6 separate regions of the Mus musculus genome follow, and all the other regions are linked to region 5. The links are chromatin contacts, called in public HiChIP or PLAC-seq and promoter capture Hi-C maps. All regions are on one chromosome and are shown on one strand. Each heading gives the region's core, a stretch centred on a gene start, on an enhancer-like site or on the middle of the called end of the contact. The rest is flanking DNA. Distances are from core to core; before and after follow the strand shown.

The links. HiChIP or PLAC-seq counts read pairs in DNA pulled down with a chosen protein or histone mark. Capture Hi-C pulls out chosen DNA fragments and counts their contacts.
Region 1: a promoter capture Hi-C map of liver shows a contact between it and region 5, with 2.8 times the contacts expected there. The contact joins the promoter of Dapk3 here to the promoter of Tcf3 in region 5. A contact is called at or near these places in 2 of 39 promoter capture datasets (erythroid cells and neural stem cells), 1 of 484 Hi-C or Micro-C datasets (B cells), 2 of 115 datasets of contacts at active chromatin or transcription factors (pancreatic cancer cells and pro-B cells) and 1 of 9 other capture datasets (liver).
Region 2: a promoter capture Hi-C map of liver shows a contact between it and region 5, with 4 times the contacts expected there. The contact joins the promoter of Mrpl54 here to the promoter of Tcf3 in region 5. A contact is called at or near these places in 1 of 484 Hi-C or Micro-C datasets (B cells) and 2 of 9 other capture datasets (adipose tissue and liver).
Region 3: a contact with region 5 is called in an HNF4G HiChIP or PLAC-seq map of pancreatic cancer cells. The contact joins the promoter of R3hdm4 here to the promoter of Tcf3 in region 5.
Region 4: a promoter capture Hi-C map of liver shows a contact between it and region 5, with 2.8 times the contacts expected there. The contact joins the promoter of Thop1 here to the promoter of Tcf3 in region 5. A contact is called at or near these places in 1 of 115 datasets of contacts at active chromatin or transcription factors (large pre-B cells) and 2 of 9 other capture datasets (adipose tissue and liver).
Region 6: a promoter capture Hi-C map of liver shows a contact between it and region 5, with 2.9 times the contacts expected there. The contact joins the promoter of Zbtb7a here to the promoter of Tcf3 in region 5. A contact is called at or near these places in 2 of 484 Hi-C or Micro-C datasets (CD8 T cells and embryonic stem cells), 2 of 115 datasets of contacts at active chromatin or transcription factors (astrocytes and stem cell-derived neural progenitor cells) and 1 of 9 other capture datasets (liver).

Annotation. Positions count from the first base shown.
Region 1 is chr10:81,181,733-81,184,432 of GRCm38.p6, reverse strand. Dapk3 (death-associated protein kinase 3) reads right to left here and starts at 1,426. Exons shown (of 9, transcript NM_001190474.1): 1 at 1,337-1,426; 2 at 358-457. The coding sequence starts at 1,349. Eef2 (eukaryotic translation elongation factor 2) reads right to left here. Exons shown (of 14, transcript NM_007907.2): 14 at 1,924-2,544. The coding sequence ends at 2,351.
Region 2 is chr10:81,265,519-81,268,218 of GRCm38.p6, reverse strand. Mrpl54 (mitochondrial ribosomal protein L54) reads left to right here and starts at 1,293. Exons shown (of 3, transcript NM_025317.2): 1 at 1,293-1,446; 2 at 2,412-2,568. The coding sequence starts at 1,329. Apba3 (amyloid beta (A4) precursor protein-binding, family A, member 3) reads right to left here and starts at 47. Exons shown (of 11, transcript NM_018758.2): 1 at 1-47.
Region 3 is chr10:79,915,326-79,918,313 of GRCm38.p6, reverse strand. It overlaps R3hdm4 (R3H domain containing 4), which reads left to right and starts at 1,384. Exons shown (of 8, transcript NM_177994.5): 1 at 1,384-1,491. The coding sequence starts at 1,430. It overlaps Kiss1r (KISS1 receptor), which reads right to left and starts at 1,343. Exons shown (of 5, transcript NM_053244.5): 1 at 1-1,343.
Region 4 is chr10:81,068,806-81,071,674 of GRCm38.p6, reverse strand. It overlaps Thop1 (thimet oligopeptidase 1), which reads right to left and starts at 1,592. Exons shown (of 13, transcript NM_022653.4): 1 at 1,397-1,592. The coding sequence starts at 1,412.
Region 5 is chr10:80,432,203-80,434,927 of GRCm38.p6, reverse strand. It overlaps Tcf3 (transcription factor 3), which reads left to right and starts at 1,293. Exons shown (of 19, transcript NM_001164149.2): 1 at 1,293-1,608.
Region 6 is chr10:81,134,825-81,137,528 of GRCm38.p6, reverse strand. Zbtb7a (zinc finger and BTB domain containing 7a) reads right to left here and starts at 1,258. Exons shown (of 3, transcript NM_010731.3): 1 at 830-1,258.

The DNA of each region.
Region 1 (2,700 bases), core at 177-2,676, 750 kb before region 5:
GGTGGTGGTGCAATCCTTTAGCTCCAGCACTTGGGAAGCAGAGGCAGGAGGATCTCTGTGATGAGCAAGTTCCAGACCAGCCAGGAGTACATAGTAAGACTCTGTCTCATGGGGGAAAAGAAGAAACCGAGCTGAGAACAATCCCATAGCAGACAATGCTCCGAGGCACTGTCCCCGGCTCAGGGGCAGCAGCTACAGGTCTCTGTGTCTCTCTCCACAGAGGACACGAGAGAAAAGGAACTCAGGTTCCCTGTCATCTGGGAACCTGAAGTCTGGCGTGGTACCACCAGAAAACTCTGTGGCCACTGCTTCAAGACACTGAGGAGAGGAAGGGCACCCACCTCCCACGCCACTCACCTGCCAAGCTCCTCTCCCATCTCATAATGGTCCTCAACATCCTCTTGCCTGAATGTGGACATGGCGGCTGGCCTTCTGAAGGATTCTGGGGACACAGGAGCTGGAGGGACAGAGGAAACAGGAAATGTTTATCACGGATCCGACTTCTCCCAAGAGGCTTCCCCAGCATATGTGACACACAATGCCCCTGCCCCAGATTTTCTTTGGTCATCTACAGCCTCTACCCACAATTTGGTCATGGTAGAGCAAACCTGACACCCCACACTGGGGAGCGGAGGGCTGCACGGCTACGAGTTCAAGAGCATACTCAAATACTTGGTGAGTTACAAGCCAGCCTGAGTTCCATGAGACCAGCTCAAGTGACTGGAGAGATGGCTGAGACGGTAAGAGTGGGTGCTGTACTTGCACAGTCTCCAAGTTCAGTTTCCAGTGCTCACTAGTATCTCTAACTCCCAGGCCTGATGACCTCTAACGCTCTCTTCAGGAACCTCAGGTACCTGCGGGCACTGTGACACCCCTCTCAGAAACAAGCATAGATATAACTAAAAGAAGCGGAACAACATCTCTCAAGCAGTATATATATATATATATATATATATATATATATATATATGTACAAAACTATAAAACACAATACAGTGTCAGGTGCCCTTTACCCTAGCACTCAAGAGGCTGAGGCTGGAGGATTAAACAGAGTTCCAAGTCAGCGTGGGGTTCTCTACTCGAAACACTTCCATAGCGTCCGGCTCTTGAAATTCCTACCTAGCTTCCTCACCTGTCAATCATGCCCACCAGCACCCCGGAACTCAGGGGTGTCGCCGGAAACCTGACACATGCGCAGCAGTGTTGCTATTCCTAGAGGTCCACCCCTCGAGATTGGAGAAAGCCATGCCCCTCGCGGGTTCCCTCCCCTCGCTCCCGCCCTCGTCGCGTGTCCCTTGGGTCCCAACACAACGTCCCGGACCCGGCCCATTCGTACCGTCCTCAGCCATCGAGTCCCCGCCCGGTGCCAGCGAGGCCCCCGCGAGAACCTCCGGTACAAATCCTGAGACGGCATCTACGCATGCGCTGACAGCGCAGGGGCACACCTCCGCAAAACCCGAAAACCAGCGCTCATTGGACTACGACTTTAACCGGAAATTGAATGCACACGCTCATTGGTTAGCATCTGACCTCTCAGCGGAAGCGGACGTTGACTAGTGACGTCATCACCCAAGGCTAGGCGAGAGTCCAGTGCTCATTGGCCAGCCTGACAGATTCACAGGAAGGCTCGACACCGCCCTTGTGGAGCACATCATTATTGGGCTCCTGGCTGATGATTGGCTAACGCGAGAGGCTGAAAGCCAATAACCTGGAGCCGGGTATGCGCAGACCAAACCCCTGATGTGCAGGTCTATGGAGTGATTCAAGTTTGTGGAATGGACTGAGGCAGTACTGTGAACTCACAATAAAACCCATTCTGTCGCACGGGGTGCAGTGTGTGTGTTATGTGTGAATCACCGCAGGCCACCTAAGGGTAGCCAGATACCCTGAAAACCAGGAAAGCGTGCGCTGTACAAAACAGAGTTGCGAGCACATGTGGATCAACCACTGTAGTTTATTACTCCAATGATTCATTCCCACAGCCGGGCTGCAAGTCTAAGGCAGGCTGCCTGCCTTCCTGGAGGCACTTACCCCACCTCCCCCTCTGGGGGAACTCCACTTGGCCATGGACCCCAAAAACCTCTGAATGCATTTATTTAGACTTTTGGACATCTGCGCGTTTCCCTCTGAAAATGTTAAGAGCCGTGTCCCGCCCACCCCACAGCCTGCCAGTCCAGCCTGCAGAGAGATTCCCGCTATCTTGTAATTCCGAAATAAATAGAATTGGTAGCAAGTGAGTGCTGAGTGATGTCAGGGTGGCCCCAGCAGCCTCTAGAGGAGCACTGTGGGACAGTCTCAAGGTGTCTTCTGATGGGTGGGCACTGTGCAGCATGTGGCAGTATCAGGCTGCCTACAGTTTGTCCAGGAAGTTGTCCAGCGCTGGGATGCCCTCTTTCAGGCCCTTGCGCTTGCGCGTCTCAGCTACCACTTGGCTGGGGCGGCTGCTGTTGTCAAAAGGATCCCCAGGCAGGATCTGCCAGTGGTCAAACACGCACTGGGGGAAGGCCTGGCCGCCGGTGTTGGATCGCAGATCAGCGGTGAAGCCTAGACAGAAGACAGGAGACTCAGGTGACTTCCCTGGGGGGGTGGGGTGGGGGGGGGACATGCTTAGCTGTCTTGCCACCCCTCCCAGGAGGGATTCCTGGGTCCTTTGTTTTGGTTTCTCTGTGTAGTTTGTAGCTCTGTCTTTCCTGGCACCCT
Region 2 (2,700 bases), core at 44-2,543, 830 kb before region 5:
CACTGCACCATCCAGGACTATTGCGCATACACACTCTCAAACGGCCTGCTGGGAAATGTAGTCCTCGAGTCCGCTCTCTCTCCTTCCGGGGACTCGCCAGTGTTGCAGTATAGATAGTAGAGCTCAGGTTCGAATCCCGAGACTACAAGAACGGAGGCGAGGCTCAAACTGGCTTTTCTTTTCTAAAATCGGGTTCTGCATCACTTCAGAGTGTAACGGCTGAGGTAGGACATGGGCAGAAACCAGGGATGGTAAAGAGAGCCATGACTTGAAAATTTGGAGTGCAAAGGAAAAGTGGGAATGGAAGTTATTGAGGACGGACTTCCACTTTGTATCCCAGTAAGGATCTATAACGGTACAATCTAGACTTGAGTTGACACTGGAATTTGCATCACGGTCCTACATATAGATTAGGGACAATGATAATTCCTAAACTTAACTGTGTGATCTAAAAAGAGTTCACCTGGTTAGGTTTGTTAGCAATGAGTCTAGAAGATTCTAGTACTAGTCTATTTATTCTTGAGAGTCTCATGTAGCCTAGGCTGGCTTCAAACTCCTGATCCTCCTGCCTCAGCTTCCTGTGTGCATCCAGCCTCCATTTCTGCTACGAAGCCCCAATCACCAAACCCCACTTTTTTCTATTAGTGAATAGAACACATACGTATCACTATGTAGAGTAGGCTGGCCAGGAACTCACAGGCATCTACCTACCTCTGCCTCCCAAGTGTGGGGATTAAGCTGGGGTTCATCACTCCCATCATTCTCAGCTACCCATATGTTTAAGCCAAGATCTCATATAGCCAAGGCTGACCTCAAACTTGCTGTGTAGGACAGATCGACCCAAACTCCTGATTCTCTTGCCTCCACCTCCACATCACAACTGACTGTCCTAACTTTTAAGCTTTCAAAAATTCCACAAGGGATATAAGCATGATTTTGCTGTGACATTTAAAGTAAATAAAGATCTAAATACTTGTTGTTGTTGTCGTCATCATCGTCTGAGGCAGGGTTTCTTTGTGTAGCCTTGGTTGTCCTGGAACTCAAGCAGTAGCCAAGGTTAACCTTGAATTCAGAGATCCTCCTACCTGTATCTCCAGAGTACTGGGATTAAAGGTGTGCCATCACCATTTGAACTGGGGGCAAGAATTTAATGAAATATTCTTTGAACGGTCGATAGCTACAGAAGTTAAAATTAGTCGTTAGTCGGGCAAATTTTTTTTTAAAGACTACATTTCCCAGAAGGCCGCGGCGCCTCCAACACCTCCAAAGCCGATCTGGAGGGCTGACGTAACACGGAAGTCTGCACGTGCGAGCGGCCGGCCAGCGTCATGGCGGCCGCCCATCTCCTCCGGGCTTCCCGGGTGTGGGCCCGCTGGCATCCCCGGGCGCTCCCGGTCCTCAGAAGACCTGGAGGATTCTCTATCCGGGAATATGCTAAAAAGCCAGGTGAGTTGGCTCCGAAGGAACCAAAGTGGGTACGGCCGGAGCGCTGCTGGGGAGGTGGGGTTCTGAGGATTGACTGCGCAGGCGCAGCGTTACGGAGGCCAAACGGTGCGTGCTAGCGTAGTGAGGCCTGCGGGTGCGCCGCTAGCCTCTACGCTCAGTGCGCAGGCGCGGCCCTTGTGGGACAGGGCGGGACCAGGCTGGGTGTCACGCTTCAACTTTGAGTAAATCACCAAACATAACCAACATCAACTAAGTTATTGTCATTATTTTAATTTAAAAAGTAATGTGGGTGGGCAGGTTGGTTCATTGTGCAAGGTGCTTGCCTGGAAAGCCTTGAGTTTGATCCCCAGGACCCACATAAGCAGGGAAGGAGATGACCAATCCCACAAGCACTGTGACAGTGTACACACCCGTGATAATCATTATTTAAAATTATTTAAAAATTACGCTTTGAGGCGAACGTGATACCTTTAATCCCAGCAGAGAAGCAGAGTGATCTCTGTGAGTTCCAGGCCTGCCAGGAAGACCCCATCTCAAAAATATTTTTAGTGTTTACTTTTTTGTGTTGTTCCAGGAGAGCTACATCATGACATACCCTGTCTTCAAAAAAAAAAAAAAAAAATGTTGCCAAGTTGGCCTAGAGTTACCGAGCCATCTCTCTCTTCTCAGAATTGGTTTTTTGTTTTTTTTTTTGAGACAGGGTCTTATGACTCCCCAGCCTCAGCTCCAGAATGCTGGGATGCCAGGCATGTGCCACCATGTCAACATCACTGAATGGAAGAGGGGTTGTGTAGTATGGGCTGGGCCTTCAGGGCCCACGGGAGTGGGACAGGTCTGTGCCATAACAAGGGACCCTGTTATGCATGGAGAGAGCTGGGGCTGTTGGTTGTTGGAGGCCACACAAAGGAGGGTTGAAGGAGGGCAGAGCTGGGCAGGCTGAAGTGTCCCGTTCTCTCACTGTGCAGTTGGCAAGGGCGGCAAGGGCGGCGTGGCCGCTGAGGCCCTGAAGGACCCCGAGGTGTGCACAGACCCCACTCAGCTCACCACACATGCCATGGGGGTCAACATCTACAAGGAAGGCCAGGATGTGGCCCTGAAGGCAGACTCCGAGTACCCCACATGGTGAGTGTACCACACTGCATAGGAATCCTGACACCCAGCCTTCAGGAACATGGGGCTCCAGGATAGCCCCCTGAGGCCTGCTGTGCTCGTCTACCCTTGTCATGGGTGGTTCTGGATGCCAGTGAGTACACA
Region 3 (2,988 bases), core at 135-2,634, 520 kb after region 5:
TTCTATGGGGGTTAGCTTCAACCATGGGCTGCAGGCAGATTGGCCCAGGCCCGCCTTCTGAAGAAGCCCTGGCAGAGTTTGCCTCTCCAGGACACTGGGAGCCATGATGCACGTCAGGACAGGACAGCACCTTCAGATACATTTGGCTGACTCTGACTGATAGTTACAAGGTTCTATCCAGCAGTGAGTTCCTGTCCGGAGAGTAGGCTCTTTGGAAACTATCAGCAGGAACTACAAGGAACTGACCTCAGCCACACCCTCGCATCCCTGCTAAATGTATCTCAGAGGCTCCCTTGCTCCCAAAGAGGTTAGCCTTGTCAAGCCACCAGAATACTATGCAGCAGAGAAAAAGAGGCTGCCATTTTCTAGGTGAGACTCAGAGGGAGTGTATTTATGTCATCCACAGGCTCATCCTAGAGGGCGGGCTGGAAGCTGGGGAGAGGGCTGAGTAACTAAGAAGCAGTCCTGGCTGAGGGACCAGGAAGTTTACAGCCTGGGGACTCTGAGGGTGTCAGCGACTGTGTCCTGGGGCTGTGGGGAGCAAGATGCAGACTGAGGGCTCTGCAATGAACCCCTTCCCTCTCTTTCAGCCACAGAACAACTCTGGTGTGATGTCAGGAGTCCAAGTCCCCAGGTCCCCTTCCCCTGAGTCCCCTCTGCACCAGACTCATGAGCTCGGCCATCGCTTCACCTGTCTATACAAACCCTCAGAGTGGATGCTTTCTTTTGGGTCTTTTGTTTTAATTAATTAGTTGATTAATCAACCAAGTGTAATAGTTTTTCTAAAAGCACGTGGCTTTCCTGGAGCCCAGGCTGGCCTTGAACTTGCTGTTGGTTAATGATGACTTGAAAGCCTGATCCTACTGCTTCCGTCTAACCTATGCTAGGCCAGGAGTGCACCACACCTGCCACTCCACCCCAATTAGGTTTTGTGGCTGAGGCTGGGCTGGAACTCCACTGATCTTGCTGCCTCAGCCTCTAGCTCAGCTGTGCACCACGGCCAGTTTCCCCTTCGCTTGTTTTCACCAGACTAGCTCTCACAGACAGTGGTCTGGAGGTGTTGGGTCTGCGGGCGGGTCCTCCTTTTCGGCCTCAGTCCCCTGCACTGTTCTGTCACCCTGGGACTGTTCGCGGGGCTCGCATACCCCTCCCGCATCTGCGCCCCAAGGAGCCTTTCGCATCTCCGCAGTCGCCCCGGGGCTGGTGTGCCCCACCGTCTCCTCCCGGGTGGCTCAGACTTTGTCCTCAGCCAGCACGTCCTGGTGGGTGACACCGCCCCATGTCTACGGAGAGGGAAACCGAGGCAGAGCTTCTAGCCCAGCAACCGCGGCTGTTCCTAGACTGTCCCCGCCCCGGGCCGCTGCAGACTCCGCCCCGCGCGTCACTTCCTTCGCGGCCTCCGGCCGGGCTGCAACAGCGGCTGCAGGCCATGGTGGCTCTGGACAACTCAGAAGGCGGCCCGGAGGCTACCCCGAGCGGGGAGACCAGGCTGTGAGCAGGGCCGCGGGGCTGGACCTCTTTCCGGGGCCCCTTCCTCCTCCCCGGGCTGGGGTCTCCTATTCCTCCTCCCCAGGCTGTTGGGGTCTCTCCTCCTCCTCCTATTCCTCCTCCCCAGTCTGTTGGGGTCTCCTCCTCCTCCTCGTCAGGGCTAGGGTCTTTTCTTCCTCCTCTTCCTCCTCTTCCTCCTCCTCCTCCTCCTCCTCCTCCTCCTCCAGCTAGGGCAGCTAGGATCTCCTCCTCCCTAGGCTGGGGTCTCCTCCTCCTCCCCAGGTTGGGGTCTCCTCCACCTCCTCTTCCTCCCAGCTGGGGTCTCTTTCTCCCCCACTTTCCTCTCCTCCTTTTTCTCTCCTCTGCTCCCTCCTCCATGTTCTCCTCCCCAACCTTCCCCATGGATGCTCTGTCGCTCCTCCGCCTACACCCCTTTCTCTGGCTGCTCACCCGCAGATGCAGGAGCCTCCTGCTCTGGACTTCTGTTGAGAGGGCTCTCTGACCTGGCCGCAGGCAGTTACCCTGTTCATTCCCCTTCTACCCCGCTGGACGGGAGAGCAGCAGCCAGGGGTACTCCCACTCTCTGTGATCCCCGCTGGCAATGGTGACTCTGTGTCTCTGGGGGGTCAGTTCCCAGAGTGGTGGGATGTGGTGTAGCCCAAAGCTGTGATGTGCTGCTGGTTGTTTGTGGCTACTCAGGAATTCAGGTCTTGTGACCTGTGGCCCTGACAGTTACCTTTGCGGGCCAAGCGCTGCCTTGGCCCCTGGCCAGCATGCTGAGTTTCTTTGTGCCTTGGTTTCCCCCATCTGGATGTGGACAGTTGACTCTTTGTCAGACTCGGGGTGGGGTGGCAAAGCCCTTCCTTCCATGGTGTCCAGTATTCTAGGGTTCTATTTGGTTCTACCTTTGTTGGTTGTACTTTATTATTTTTTTTTAATATTTTATTTTATGTTTATGGGCATTTTGTCTGTACATATGTAGGTGTGTGTATGTATGTTTGTATGTATGTATGTGCACCACGTGTGTGCCTGGTACCTGCTGAGATCAGATGGATCCTGGAGTTACAGATGGTCCTGATCCACCATGTTCGTGCTGGGAACGAAACCCCAGTCCTTCTGCAAGAGCGGCCATTGCTGTAACTACTGAGCCTTTCTCCCTAACCTGTGTTTTGTTTTATTTATTTGACTCAGAGTCTCAGGTAGCCTAGGCTGGCCTCTGTCTCTGTATATCTGAGGGTGACCATGAGCTGATCCTCCTGCCTCAGCCTCCTGGGACCATGCCTAGAGTGTCCTTGTTGTGTCTCTAGTGTAACTAAGTTTACGTTTTGGTGACTTACTTCCCACAGGGCCTCACCCAGGTGTCCACCTACCTGCTGGGTGTCCAGGGCCTGAGTCACCTCTGTCCTGCTTCCTGATGGGGAAGTGGGTTCTCTGCCTTTCCGGGAGTGTTTGCCAAAGAAGGGTGTGTTTGTAGCTAAGGTGTGTCTTGGTGGGCCTATT
Region 4 (2,869 bases), core at 343-2,842, 640 kb before region 5:
ACAGACACGCGCACATGCGAAACGAAGGGCTTTGTATTACAAGTAGGGGCAGAGCCAGCCATGAGAACACAGAGTGCAAAGATCTGGAGAACTAGGATTGCAGCATCTTTCTGCAAACATCTGGATTACTGCCTCCATTTCAGGGCACCTCAAGTTCCTGAGGTGCAAGTAATTCCAATTATTCCTGTTCCCATGATCCTGATCATGACTGGGGGGATTATCTGCAGGCATGAGAAAATGTATGGGTGTGAGCTCCAGACGCCACCCCCCCCCCCCAAGGCCGCTCTCAGATACAGGAAGGTCACACACAGGGCCCTTTGGGCTGTTTCCCTAGTCCTCTGTTCATGGGTTAAGATAGGATCTTGCCAGATTGTCCAGGCTACCCTTGCAATTTCTGGAGGTGGGATCCTCCTAGTCTCGGTCTCCCACACTTGGGAAGAGAGGCTGGCACTGGCTCTGTTTCCTTCTCTGGATTAAGCAAGTCCAGGGGACCCAAGATGACTAAGCAGCTGGAGGTGATTGCTGCCAACGCAGACGATCTAGGTTCAATCCCCACAACTGACTAGGTGGAAGGAGAGAACTGATTCCCGCAAGCTGTCCTCTGACCTCCACAAGCACACTAAATAATGTTTAAAAAAAAATCCAAACAAGTCTTCATCTTTTTGGGTCACAGTCATGTCTACAACTGACGGGAATCCCTGCCTGGTAGCTCCACCATATGGGATGCCCCACACACATACACAGCAGACCTGGCAAGAGAAAGATGGGTCTCCCAACCAGCCCTGCCAAAGTGGGGTGACCATAGCCTAAGCCCCTGTGTTGCTGACTCAAGAGGCTGGAGAGGGAGCTCTGTGATCAAGCGTGCTTGCTGCGTTTGGTTCCCAGCACCCCTGAAAGGCAGCTAGCTCTCAACCACCTGTAACTGACTCCAGGAGCAGAGGATGGGCCACATTTTTCTAGCCATCATGAATACTACACACATGTGCAGGTACTCACACACAGACGTACAAACAATAGTTAAAAATAACAAATCCTAAAAATACAAAAGAACCTAGTTGGAAGTATTACTAGGTCCTCTCTAGATGCTAGATAGCACACTGTCCTGGCACCGAGGTTCCCAGGCCACCGTCTCCAGCAGCCTTCCAGGAACTAGAGCCTTTTACACCATGTGTGGGTTTTGCTCATCGCCCCGTTGGCAGTCCATCTTACCCTAGTTAGAATAGCAGGGAGCATGAGAAAAGTATTCTTTTAAAATTCAGTTTATCAAGAGGTTGAAGTCATGGGAAAGTTAGTTCATTCATTTTGCAGACGAAGGGGTCAGGGTCGGGAATCCCAAAGGTTCCATCTGCCCGAAGGAGGAGAGAAAGGGAGGGCCTGGGCGAGGGGCGACCGGTACCTGCGGGGGGCTTCATGGCGGTCGGCTGCGCGCGAGGCGGCGACGGCCCTCCTCTGGTCCTCACGCCTGTGCGGTCCGGATCTCCTCGGAGCTCGCCTCACCTGAGCCAGTTCCTCTGCTGTGGCTCTCAGACTGAGGCGCCCGCCGCCCGCGAGCTCCGAGCACGCTAGGAAGGCGCGTGCGCGCGAAGGCAGCTGGTCAACGCGAGTGTGCATGCGCAGGAACAACCAGTCTGGCGCCGGTGCATCGCGGTTCCGCCCACATTATCCCGAGCTTGCCCTGTCAGTGGTGCGATTTTGCGCATGCGCTGAACACAGTGGAGCCCGCAATTGGCTGTCATAGGTGAGTGAGGCGGAGCCTTACGCACCCTCGGAACGCCAGGATGCTGTTTCCATGGAAACCTAACACCCTCTCTGCCTTGCCTTTTCTGTGAGGATTTCACTCTATACAGGCTGTGTGCGTTTGTGCTTGGTCTGTTCGTTCAATTCATTTCTTTTTGTTCTTCAGCCAGTTCCTCATGACTCCACCTTCTGAGTTCTGAGATGACCAGAGTGCTCCAGCATGCCTGGCTTCCCTCCCTCTCTCTCTCTCTCTCTCTCTCTCCCTCCCTCCAACCTTCTCTTCCTTCTTTCCTTCCTTTTTTTGACACAAAGTTTCATGTAGCCCAGGCTGGTCTGAATTTGCTGACAGGCCTCAAATTCGTAGCAATCCTCCTGCCCCAGCTTCCTGGGTTCTGGGAATGCAAGTGAGAACCGCCACGGGTTTTTGCTTGTTTGTTTTGTTTTTGTAAGCTGAGTGTGCTGACTTATACCTGCAATTTCAGTCCAAGTAAAACAAAACTGACCCAACCTGCAACCTGCAGGAGTAGCCTGGACTATATACCTTGTCTGAAAAAACATGAGAGATGGCTCTGTGGTCAAGTGTAGTTGATAATCGGTGTACTGCAAAAGCCAGGGCTGGCCCCTCCTTCCTGCACCAGCCTGTGGCACGTTAAGATGCCTCCTAGGAGCTGTTGGCGGCTCCTGTTAAAATGTTGGCACCATGACATCTCCTCAGCCTGGAGCTGTCACAAGAACTGTCTACAGTAGTGTATCACCTTTCCCAACACAACAGAGGTTGCCCCTCAAGAACACCCCTGCAGGAGCTGTCCTACAGGAACTGTCCCACAGTGATAGGACCTCATCTCCAGCCTCCTTGAGCAGCCTCACAGAGATGGCGCCTCAGCAAAAGTTGGCTGTGGCCTGGAAGGACTTTCACACTAACCCATGGGCCTGATGCAGGGTAAAGAGGGTGAGGGGGAAAAAAGTCACCAATCCCCGAACAGGAAAACCCACCAATCCCTGAGCTCCTCAAGCTCAGGACTTGAAATTCCACCAATCGTTAATCTGGAAATCTCTGCCCTGAAAAGCCCTGCCTCCTAAGAAATTCTATGTAAGCCCCGCCCTTTGTCTAATTCCCTAATGTTTTACTCCC
Region 5 (2,725 bases), core at 44-2,543:
GCTGTGAGCCCCAGTGAGCTGTGAAGACTGAGCAGAAGCTAGGCGCGAGGGACATATTGTCTCTACAACCCTCAGGGAGAGGCAGGGTCTCACTGGACAGCCTTAGCTGGCTGGCTTGCAACTTGCTTTATATAACCGGCTAGCCTCAAACTCAAACAAAGAGCTCCTCCTGCCTCCCAAGAGCTGGGATTAAAGGCATGGGCCACCACACCTGGCCTCATTATGTGTTTTTCTTTTTTAAATTTATTTTATCATATATTATATCCCAATCTCAGTTTACCCTCTCTCCTCTCAGTACCCCTCCCGCCCTCGTTGTTTCGTTGTTCTTTCTTTCTTTCTTTCTTTCTTTCTTTCTTTCTTTCTTTCTTTCTTTCTTTCGAGACAGTGATTCTTGGATAGCCTTGGCTATCCTGGAACTCACTCTGTAGACCAGGATGGCCTTGAACTCACAGAGATCTGCTTGCCTCTGTCTCCCCAGTGCTGGGATTAAAGTGCCGCCACCTCCTGGCATTTTTTATTATATGCACCACGAAACACCTATTTTCAAAAGACGGAAAAGTTGACCAATGTGGAGGTCCTTCAGCAAGAGAGAGAATGATCCATCGTTTCCTAGCCTCTCATTAAGGATCTGATATCCCATCCCGACTTTGATATACCCGCTCGAACACATAACACCCAGAGCCCATCCTAGAAACTCAAATAGAACCCACTTGACGTGGCGGCGCCGGCGGGCATAAGAACCCGAAAATAAAATCTCAAACCCCGCCCTTCCACCGCCTTCCCGTTGAGTTTCTCGCGGCCTCTTGCTCTGAGAATCCCGCCTCTGCTGTAGGGCGGGAACGCAGATGATACTTCGCAATAAATGGTTTGAGTTCTGCCAATCTAACCTCTCCACCTTCCCATTGGTTATTTGTAGCGGTCCTTATCTTTCAATCTAATGGTCCTTCCCGCTTGCGTCAAGGACGCTTCGCTCAGTGCGTGTATACCGCCGCGTAGGAAGATAGTTCCTAAGTCTTTCCCTCGGTTTGATAGAGACTATCTCTGCCGGAAGTACTTTAGTATTAGATACGGGTTGATTCTTGGTGTCATGGTAATCTTTGTGGGTGTTCTGGCAGTGACTGTTGTGAGGTGGTGTATGTTACTATCGCCTCAAGAGGTAGTGGAGGGATCTGTGTATCCGGTCGGGGCGCGGCTGCAGCGACTTAGGGGAGGTGGCTTTTGGCGACAGTGGGCGTGGTCACTTGGGGGCGTGGCTTCCGCGGGCGGCGCGGGGCGGGGTGGGGGGGCGGAACATGTCTCCCGCCGCAGGAAGATGAGGCAGCGCCGGCGGCTGCGGGCGTAGCGGGCCACCGCGGGCCACCGCCGCGCGCCGCCGCCTCTGCTACAGTCCCTTCCCGCGGGGCCTGCTCTGAGAGAAGCTCGAGAGAGACCAGGCGACGCGAACGCGAGTGGGGAGGAGGAAGGACGCGCGACCCCGAGCCCTGCGCGCTCCCGCCGCCCACGCGCGACCCTCGGGGACGCGCCCGCCACCCTTTTGTCCCCGGGGTCCCCGAGGGCGGTGGGCAGCAGGGAGCCCCGGTGCACCCGGTGCATGCCCCCGCCCAGCAGGTGAGCGCACGCGGAGGGGCCCCGGACGCGCGCGTGGGGCTCACGGGGACGCGCGCACGGTGGGGACCCCCCCCCTCTGCTTAGTGCATGAGAAAAAAAAAGTTGCCTCTGGGTCTCTCTCGGGTCCGCGGGGAGGCTAGGGCTGGGGTGAGCCCCCGGGGGAGTGTGCACGCGTCCCCCTTGCACAGGGCCCCGGGCCCGGCGGCGCATTGTTCTCTGTCTTCAACTTTGCGCGCCTGGAGAGGGGGGCGACGTGGAGGGGACGCGCGCACTTGAGAGCAAACTTTGCCCAGGCCTCTTTTGTGACGGTTCTCTGTGGACGGTCACCCAACTTCATCAGATAGGAATTCTCCAACTCGTGGGGATCTTAGGGGAGGTGTTCCCTTTCCATCTGCCCTTAGAGAGGGGGTCCTCCTGATCGGAGCTGGAGTTTGGAGGGAAGAGAGAGGGCCACCTCCTCATTCCATTAGCTAGTGGTTCCACAACTCGTGGTTATCTTAGGGGAGGTGTCCCCTTATCACCCACCTTCACCTCTTCACTTGAGGTGTCCCCTTGATCCTAGTGGAGTTTGGAAGGCTGAGGATTATATCGCACTCCACAATTTAGAGTTCCTAATTCTTGGGGATTTTGTGGGAGGTGTCCCTTTCCAACCCACCCCCACCCAGGGAAGTCTCCAAATCTCCATCCAAACTGGAATTTGGAAGGAAGAGTGAACCCAATATCTTCACCTCGTTAACTTGGGGTTCCCCAACTCCTGGAGATCTTGGAAGACCCCCCCTGCCACTTAAGGATGCCCCCCCCCCGATTTAAACTGGAGTTTGGAGGAAAGAGAGCAAGTCCTTTTGTCTGCTACAAGAAAGGGATCTCTGGGTACAGAGAAGGAGGGGAGACACAGGGACCCCGAGATGGGAACATCTGCTCTGTGTTAATGTGGGGCGCGGCACAGCTCAGGGTTTGGGACACGATGGTGGCCTCTGCGAGCCTCAGAACTTCCAACCTTCCTCCTCCCGCAGTGGCTGCTGGAATGGGGGAGGGAGGAGAAGGGGGGGGTCATCCCCAATTCTGCTTCCCTACCCCCAATCCAAGATGACCCAGGTTGTCCCATTCCTCCCCTCCC
Region 6 (2,704 bases), core at 9-2,508, 700 kb before region 5:
GCGCCGGACGATTTCTAGTATCCATTGGCCCTCAGGTCTGCCACTCACCGCCCCTCCTCCGCAACGCCCCTCCCTGACCCGCCGCTATCGCGAGGCACTCTGGGATTTGTAGTTTATTCTCCAAGGCCACCTTCCAAAACAACAAGCACTGAAGATAAGCGAAAGAACTACAGAGCCCAGGAGAACCGCGACGACGCGCCCGCCTCCCAGACACTCCACCCCTCACCCCTTCCCTCCGCCTCTCTCGGGCCTTTTTTTTTTTTTTTTTTTTTTTTTTTTTTTTTTTTTGCAAAGCCCCCCTCCCTGTTTTGTCAGCCCCCTCCCCCCCTCCGCCAAGGCGCTCCATCCTGGCCAACTCCAACGTCTGCGCGCAATCCCGGATAGGCCTTCCCCGCCCCCCGCTTGCCCACTACCACTCGGAAAGGGGAGCGGCGCGCCCCGGGCCCTATTGCAAACTTAGCACGCGACGCACCCCTCAGCCCCCACCTTCGCCTTCGGTGAGGCCCGGCTCCCCTCCCCCGCGGGCCGCGCGCCGGGAACCCTGAGGCCGTGCCGCCCGAGTAGGGAGGAGGGATCGGGAGCGGGCTTGTGCCCTTCGCCCCGGAGGGACCCGGGCGGAGCCCCCCCGCCTCCCGACTCCTCTTCGGCTCTGGCCGGGCAATCTTGGTCTCCAGAACCCCTGAGCTACGGAGGCGCCCCAGATCCCCCATCCAGTCCGTTCCGCTCCGTACGGGCTCTCGGGGTGCGCACTGCGCCCCCGGCCGCGTCCCCACCCTGCAAGGAAATTAAAAAGGAAAGAAAGGAAAAAAAAAAGAAAAACAAAACCCACCTCTCCGGGAGAGGAGTCCCCTTCAGCCCGGGCAGCTTACCTCGCGGGGACCCGAGCCCGGAGGACGCGCGATCGGGGCAGCCCGCGGCGCGGACCTCGCTCGGGCGGGCGGCGGCGTCACTGCCCCTACAGTAGCCGTACAGTACGCAAAGCCCCGTATGATGCTCGCGACTCCCTTCCTGGTTTGTCCGAGGGCAAGAGGGGTCCTCCCTCGTCTTAAAGGTGCCGCAGCGCCGGCACCCCCACGCCCAGCCCGCCCCCCCGGCCACCGCGGCCAGAACAGGCTCTGCAGGTCGGCTCTTGCCACGTCCCGCGGGGCTGCGCCGCGAGAGCAGATCGGGCTGCGATTAGGGATTTGGGGGTGCCGGGCGGGCGGGGGGCGCAGCCCCGACCCATCGGCCCCTCCCCTGGCAAGCCCGTGACCTCTCCGCCCCGTGCGCGGCGCCGTGCCAGCCTGCTGGCTTATCTACGGCCCGGAGCACCCCAGGGTGCTGGGGGCGGGCAAGAGGGGCCCCTCGGGTTCAGGGGGTGGGGGCCGCAGATAAACAGCCCCGGCCTGTGCGCGCAGGGCGGGGTTCAGGGGGCGCGGGCTGTGCCCCCGAAGCCCGGGGCGGGGCGGGACCGGGTTGGCAATGGGGGCGGGAGTGCGGTGCGCACCCGGAGGACTGGGTGCCGGGGCGTAAGGGGCCCTCTGGCCCAAGGAGCTGAGATGAAGGCGAGGAAGTGACGGTCCCTTGCCTCACACCTCTCTCCAAGGCCACCAGGGCGCTGCCATGGTACCGCATCTCCCTTCTCTGAGCCTCAGTTTCCCCAAATAATGCAAGGAATCGAAAGGAGAAGAAAAGGTCTGTTGCAAGGTCGGCGAGGTTGCATCGGCGCTCCTGTCATCCTTGGCCTCAGTTTACCCAAGTAGTGCAAAGAACCCAGGAAAGGAAGAAAAAAGATCAGAGTCTGCATTTGAGCTCCAGGTCCCCTAACCCCCACATAAACCTCAGTTTACTCAAACTGCGAGGAACCCAGAGTTTGCAAGTACAGCTAGGTTGCTTTAGAGTGTCGGGTCTCCGTCCACCCCCGCCCCCATCTGCGCCTTAAATTACCAAAGCCATACCAGGGACCCCCCAGGGGAAGACTTGCAGGGCCGCGAAATGTCAGCTGAGCTCGGGGGTCCCGCCCTCACCGGTGCAGCCAGCCAGCAAACCTGCCGCCCCGCGATTACATAAAACAGTCGCCTCCACCCGGCTGTGCCAGGGGCGTAGCGCGGGGAAGGGGTTGGCGAGGGGCGGGGAAGGACGGTTGTTTTCCAGGCCTTGTAATTTTCCCCGCAGCCGGCTGGCTGGCCCGGCTGGTGTGGGGCGTGGACCCGGACCCTCGCAGGGGCGCCGCACAGCTCCGCAGGACAGAGGTGGGAAGTAGGAAAGTGCGAATCCAACCCTGCGTTTTCTGTTTTCTTTCTTTCTTTCTTTCTTTTTTTTTCACCCCCTTGTCCTTTTCTCTCCCACTTCCTCTCTGGTCGTGGGAGAGGTCTGGAGAGGGAGGGGAAGGCAGAGGAGGGGACAGGCGACATCCCGGTTCACCAGGCCTGCTGGGTTCGGGTTCCAGCACGCCACAGCCACCAGACGACCTGACTGTGGATCTGGCTCTGGGGAGGGGGCGGAGCGGGGAGTTAGAACCAGCGCCTGGCCTCAGTTTCCCCTTCAGTTCCCCTTCGTATGGAGACTGGCCATCCTTGCTTTAGCTTTAAGTGTGTCTGTCACAATATGAGATGTCAGCCTCCAAATGCCCGGTCCTTAATTTAGTTATTTTTCATTCATTGTTATTTCTGTTGTTGATAATATTTACAAACTGCCCCAGGTCGAAGGGAGCCCGGTATGTTAG